Linked DNA regions of Mus musculus: region 2 is linked to region 1. The links are chromatin contacts, called in public promoter capture Hi-C maps. All regions are on one chromosome and are shown on one strand. The core of a region is the stretch at or near the end of the contact, and the rest is flanking DNA. Distances in the headings are between cores, read along the strand shown. Region 1 overlaps Cdrt4os1 (CMT1A duplicated region transcript 4, opposite strand 1). Region 2 overlaps Map2k4 (mitogen-activated protein kinase kinase 4).

What was found. Promoter capture Hi-C pulls out the DNA fragments that hold promoters and counts their contacts.
Region 2: a promoter capture Hi-C map of hippocampal neurons shows a contact between it and region 1, with 2.5 times the contacts expected there. The contact joins two enhancer-like sites. A contact is called at or near these places in 3 of 39 promoter capture datasets (the 3T3-L1 cell line, hippocampal neurons and pre-B cells).

The regions. Positions count from the first base shown.
Region 1 is chr11:62,996,109-62,999,596 of GRCm38.p6, reverse strand. All of the region lies in intron 2 of Cdrt4os1 (CMT1A duplicated region transcript 4, opposite strand 1), which reads left to right. It overlaps Gm46284 (a long non-coding RNA gene), which reads right to left. Exons shown (of 2, transcript XR_001780234.1): 1 at 1,629-3,488; 2 at 1-1,491. Among named protein-coding and RNA genes, the nearest start is that of Gm46284, 3.5 kb to the right of the region's middle. Within about 2 kb of position 1,771, at least 71 of the 459 cell types and tissues checked have an H3K27ac peak or open chromatin away from gene starts, as enhancers often do.
Region 2 is chr11:65,739,330-65,742,722 of GRCm38.p6, reverse strand. The region is part of intron 2 of Map2k4 (mitogen-activated protein kinase kinase 4); the gene reads left to right. Among named protein-coding and RNA genes, the nearest start is that of Mir744, 6.2 kb to the right of the region's middle. Within about 2 kb of position 2,117, at least 51 of the 459 cell types and tissues checked have an H3K27ac peak or open chromatin away from gene starts, as enhancers often do.

The DNA.
Region 1 (3,488 bases), core at 522-3,021:
GTAGCGTGTTTCAGTAGGTCTCTGAATCTCAGAGCAGGTTTCCCTCAGTAGCTGTCCTTCAGTACTGGCAACAAGTGAGAAAGTTATACATATTGTGTATCCTTCCATATAAGCAGAGTCCTCCATATCCATAGGTACTGTGTCCAGAGTCAACAAACTTGATTGACAATATTTTTAAAGAACGTTTTAAAAAGTATTGAACACACAGAGCTTTTTATTGTCATTATTCATCAACCACACAGAAGAATAACATTTACATAATCTTCACTTTGTCATATTTATAATCTAGACATGATATAAAGTAGATAGAGGACCAGGTTAGAGTCCTTTGCTCTGCTCAGCTGATATGAAGCCTTGGCTGTTCTGTTATGCTAGATGGGGCAAGGCAGGCAATAGGAAGTACCCTGCTGAATGTTGTCATTGTCTTTTCCGGGCCACAGAACTAGACACAACAGAAGAATAAAGTGACAGTGTTACCAGTGCCATTGTGTCTGTGATGGAGAGAATCAGGAAGCTATTGGTAGGAGAAAGTGGGCTGCAGGAGGCTTTGTCTCTAGGATTAACAGAGGCACTGCAGGGTACTGTACTGATCCATGTTCAAAGTGGAGCTGGCCTTCAGTACAGAACAGAAATCAAGCTTAGGTTGTGGGCCCCTGAAAGTCACCCTGTCGTGCAGCAACTAGCATTCTGCTGCTCTTCTCCCTAAGCCTTCAAGGTTTGGCTTTTATGCCCTACACAGCGCTATGCTTTGGGAGTCTGCAAGAGCCCCAATGGCTATGTCAAAGTAAAGGAAGATAATTCTTTTTCTGGGATGATACTGGTGGCCAGGTTGACACGTGGCCATCGAGACAATTTTGTGGACTATGCAAGCATCCCTCAGAGTTTTTCAGGAAAGGCTTGGGAACTTCCCACTGTCCTTGGGATGAAGACTCCTACTCCTGATAACTGCATATGAAAAGAGCATGCCCTCCGAAAGTTTGCAGAGGTCAGAATCTGTATTCACAGGTTGTAAGAAAACCAGCTACTTACAAGCAGCATCATTTTATTTTGCAATCAATCAATCACACCCACACACCAATGGAGATCAAAAGGTAATGAAAAAAGAGAAAAGGGAATGAAGGGGAAGCAGGAAGTAGATAAGGAGGAAGGGAAAGAAGAAAGGAAAGAGAGGAAGGGACAGAGGAAAAGGAAAGAACCATGACAATAAAGAGTAATGTCAAGATTAAAATGCAGCCCATGCCCTCACTACAGAGATCTGGGAAAGTAAGCAGGCTGCGGGGAGAAAACATGAAGGCCAGAACTGGCATTTCTGCATGAGAGAGCTAGGGAAATGGAGGTTGGAATCTGAAGGCTGCTGGAGGCTGGGGTCTGGCACCTGCCCAGGTCTGGCATGAACGCTCAAGAGTCCTCAAGGTCTCCTTTGTCAATGTCCAGCCCAGTTGTCCAGGACAGACCACCAGGCAAACGCTTGGCACTTCTTCCGTGTTGTCACTAGGACCAGAAAGGGAGATGCTGTCACCAAAAGCCAGCCTGAACTAGGGATCGGCTCCATGGTGCTACAGAAACAAACACGGAAACCGGGGCTGAATATAAACTGAAGACAGCTCTGCAAAGTTTTAAAAACTCACCCAGCCACGAAAATTCAATTTGGCCACAGCTTCAACATGACCTCACTCTCTTTTATGAGCAGCTGTCCTGAGACTAATCCTGCCTCCTCCCATCATCCCCTCTGCATGAGGAAGGGAGGTCATGAGCCCTCGGCAAATCCACTCTTACAGTGCCCCCTGCTTCTGCAAAGCACTCCTTATGCTGCCCGGACCGTATGCGTGTCCAGTGTCTGTCTCTACCACAAAAATAGAATTGCATGTCTGCCATGTCCACCCAAGGCCCTGGCACGCTGCCTGGCACAAGCAAGCACTTGGTGTGCACTTGCAGGATGCCTGTCAGCATGCTGCATTAGGGCTGTGGAATTATGTCCCTTCTGATAAAGGCTAGAGAAAGAAAAATAAGCTTGGAATCTCCTCATGAAGGCTTGAAAGGTTTTTTTAAAGGGACAGACTAACCATGTGTTTTATGTATGACTTTGTGTCTCATGTTCCTTCTGTTTTCCCAGTACCTTAAAAGAAAAAGTACATAAAAGGTGTCCATTATTCTTATTTAGATAATAGAATTAAGACTAGGAGTAGAGTTTACGGCAAGGCAGCCTATTCCCACCTACAAAAAAAAAAAAAAAAAAAATGTGTGTTTACTAACCTCTTGTCACTGAAGTAGTCTCTTCTTGGTACTTTCTGTTTTGAGTCTTAGAGCTTGCTCTTAAAAACTCCCTACTCAATATTTGAGCACCAATTCTGGCCCAGTACACATACCACACTCCAGGGAACACAGGAGAATGTGGCCAGACTTGTTCAATACCTACGGGACCACAGGCACAGAGCAATCTGACCACATGAAGAAGAGTTTCGGGGAAAGCTGCTTAACAATATACCCTGGGCTCAGCAATTGCAGACCAAACCCAGCAGAACTATCACCGATAGAAATTTGAGGTGATCTGAGAGCAGGCAAAGTATTGAGTTCAAAAGTGACCCCCACACTCGGTACTGAACTACTTGAGGACCAACCAAGGCTCTCTTACTTCCACTATCACCCACTTACCAAAGTAAGCTTGTCTCAGGATTCTAAACAGTAAAGTGAATATGCACAGGTTCCAGTGTGCAAAAGTATAAATAAAGAGTCAGCCACACTCAGACCAACTTCCCTCCAGCTGCTGCTGGCTCTCAAACTGACTGTTCTCTACAAAAAATATCTGCCCACTTGGCCCATGTGCAGAAACAGTGCCAGGAGTCAAGTTCCCAACTTGTCTGAAATCCTGCGACATCTCAGGTCCCTCTCTCTACTGAAAAGAATGGGTTGGGCCGCTCTGGGTCGCTGAAAGGTTGAATGGAGACAGGAAGCGCATGAGTCAGTAAAAGAACCACCTAGAAATGCCAGAGGTGGGGAGGGAATGTTCACTGCCTCTGGAATATAAAGTCAAGGTCATACCACCTACACTCAGTTTGTGTACCCACAAGGAGGCTCTACATGGAAAAGTCAGCCATGCTTAGAGTGAGGTACAGAGTGTGGGGTGGCATAGAATACGGGGTGATGAAATTCCAAGTGTAGTCTGTAACCTTTACGGGAAGCAACATAATTTCATAGTTAATTTGCCTCTTGTTCCATGTCTGCAGTACGTGGCCAAGCACCCTACAGTGTGTGCCAAGTGTCAGGGCCCTGTGCGGACACAATACAGGTGTTCTATATTGCCTCCTGGCTCTTCCCAAAAACCCAACCATGCCCCCTAGAGATCTAGCAATGTCAGCCTGTGATTTCCAAGTAGTTGGCTAAGGCCCTGGGTCCCAGATAAAAGAGATATGAGCCAGAGAGGGGTAAGAAGTAGGAAGAGGTGTTTCAACAAACAGAAAGTCAGCTTTGAGTTTCCATCAAATCTGTCT
Region 2 (3,393 bases), core at 868-3,367, 2.7 Mb before region 1:
CCAGAGAGCAAAGACCAAATGAAATCTTGTTTCTTTTCTAGTTGAATTCTTTAGTCTATAAATATGTTCACATTGGATGCCAAGTTGAGATGTAGGAGGCCCCGAGAATATTTTTTTCTTCACTTTACCAAAACCTTTGTTCATATGGTTGAACTGTATGTGAAAGCCTAAGCAGTTTTCTAGAAATACTAACATTTTCTTGAATTCAGTAACAGTTGTATTGTTTGGAATCATGAGTATGTCAGGCTTATTGTATATTTGGGATTAAATTAAGCTGCTTTATCACAGATCATAGTTATGCTGAACTCTTTACCCTTCTTTGACAGGTCTTAACAGTATGTTCTATACTGACTTGGAATCTATGATCCTTCTGCCTCAGCCCCCAGGGTGCTGACTTCCATTGGCAGTTATGCTAGTTATGAGGCTACAAAAATAAAAATTACTCAAGTTTTCTCCTTAGTCAGAGGCTGCCTGTGGAAAGGTGGCCTTACTTGCCCTGTTTCAGGTTACCTTTCCTCCCCAATCAATCAATCAATCAATCAATCAGTAAACAAACAAACAACAGTTCTTCTCTTTAAGGGAAGAGGAATGGATGGGGGGGGCACACCTTATTTAGGAAATGAGGTCATCATGAGTAAAGCATTATGGATGGAAGTAGAAGATTGAGGTAGCAGTAAACCAGGACTTAGGCTTTTGAGTCTTCTGCTGTCAGCTCAAAGGCTATTAGAAGAGAGCAAGGAGACTAGGGGTGGGAGAGTTTGCACTGGAGCTGTGGATATTAGCATTATTACATTAGGCCCTGGGTGTCTGCCTCAGCAGCTTGTGGCATTTCTCACATGCAACGATACAAAATAGAGGGAGGTTTGCATGTCTGTGGGATGCTTTTTAATGTGTACCCTGCCTTGTTAATTCCAGTTGCCATGATCTATCCACACTCCTAGATCCATGTCCTCAACACAAGGGTGTTGACAAACCTTCCTGGATCTCTGTCCTTATAGTAGTCTGAGCCCTTCAGGCAGGAGCTAGGGACAGTTGCATTATTTTTTCTGTCAGGGCCTGCTACCATCAATGCTTGATGCCTAGTGTCTTAAGATTGTGTCTTGTGTCTGTCTTGTCTGCTGTGAGGTCATTCTTCTCTCCATACTCTAGAATAGGAAACTTGGTGCTACATAGACACAAGGAAACAGGATTTATAACAATAGAAAACATCTTGGCTGATTTTAGGAAGACTATCTCTTAGCAGCATTTCTCAGGATTCACATAGTTTCTTTCACCCATCCCTAGCCAGGACTAATTCTCTTCATAATGAAAAAAAATTAATTTGTAGGGGTTGGAAAGATGGCTCAGTGGTTAACAGCACTTGTTTCTCTTCCAGAACACTTGGGTTCAGTTCCTAGCACCCACGTATAACTTGTAACTGTCTATAACTGAAGATTTAGGGGATCGATAGCCTCTTCTGGCTTCTGAAGGCACCAGACATGAATGTGGTGCACATAAATACATGCAGCCAAAGAACTCATAAAAAATAATATAAATCAATCAAAACCGTTTCTTAAGTGAAATGTAGCTTGTAAGAAGGAGCTGGGCTGAATGAGCTGCAGTACTCATTACTGAACTGAGCGTGGGACAGGAGGACGCTCGACTTCTCTGGAATCTGGAAACAAAGGAGTAGTGAGAGACCATGGTACATGCGGCATGCACACTCACACACAGCAGTTGCCAAGAACTGGAGGGAAATAACTGATTTCAAAACATAAATAGCTGAATTCTTTTACATTCTTGAATTCATTGAGAAGGTAAACAAGCCTGTGAAACATTTTTGGTGGGTAAGATTTATGGTTCTAGAGAGTGGTTTTCAAGCTTCCTAATGCTGCAACACTTTAATATAGTTCCTCATGTGACCCTAACCATGAAATTATTATCATTGTTACTTCATAACTGTAATTTTGCTACTGTTATGAATCATAATGTAAGTATATGATTTCCGATGGTTCTAGGCCACCCCTGTGAAAGAGTCATTTGACCCCACAAAGGAATTGCAACCCACAGGTTGAGAACCACTACTCTAAAGAACTTATTGGGCAAAGGAGCAATGACAAAGCAGACTGCTTGAACTAGCAGGTCTCAGTGGTGCTGCTCTTTCAGGCAGGAGAACAGGAAATGCTTCTTATTACTCAACAGGCACAGTAAAATACAACTAGAGAGAGTCGTGTGTGTGTGTGTGTGTGTGTGTGTGTGTGTGTGTGTGTGTGTGTGTGTGACTGAAACACCAGCACCTGTGAGGCTGAGGCAAGAATTTGAGACAAACTCAGTCTATATAGAACCTGACTCAAAAGAGACAGGGAAAATGTTACTTAATCTTAGTATCAATTTAAGTTAGAATGCAAGGCAAAAGTTGGCTCTTGACTAGTGGGTGTTGCTGGTCCTGCCAAGTCTATATAAGCAATGTTCTTCAGCCCTGATCAAAATGAAGCTGTAACTAATGACTGCTGAGTTAGAATGCTTTGGTGGAATTTGTAAACTAGCTTTTGTAATTTATGCATACAGTATAGATAAATGCAAACAGAAAGTGTGTTTTCTTTCTGAACTGTGAGTGAGGTTTTTCCTTTTCTCTACCCTTGGAGCCTTATCAAAGGGTGTTGGCTTAGGGTATCTGGTTAGACAGGAGTGGCTCAGGAACCTGTTTGCTGCTGAGTTGGCAAAGTGGACACCACTGTATTAACAGAGAGCAGATGTGAAGAGTTGAGTACTGCTGGAGCCATTTGTCACCTCCTTGGTTGTGTCACTGTTTAAAACAAAACAAGCAATGTAAAGTCTACCTACCTACACAGGAAACAACATGGAATTTACCCACCCATATAAAAAGCCCCATGCAGCTTTGCCAAACATGTGGAATAGAAATATAACTTACCTCTGGATTAATGTTCTGGAACATAATGTCACAGTTATTTGTTTTTAAAATCTCTAGTTGTTAGGAAATTATAGATTTGTGTGGGTCAGTGAAAATATGACAGCTAACATAGATGCAGTGCTAGTAAATGGAAAATTTGGTCATATCTGCCCAAAAGCTAAATAAGCAGAAGAGACGTCATGTATCAGTTTGCCAGTTTGCAGACTTTCATGTGACAAGGTAAGTCTAAGATTTCAGATTTTAGTCTCTATGCATTGATGCTACTTTAATAATAAGGCCTGTATTAAATGGATTCAAGCCCTATATCAAATGTCCTACTTAAAATCTTACATGCTCTACAGGGTTACTTTTATAAACATACATTTCTTTTGTGTGCACACGTACTATGTCAGTTTTTCACTATGTGAATGTACATGTTCTCTTTAGGAACCAAGAATTATTTATTAGATTTAAGCTTTATATCTTTAAGAAATCAGATACTT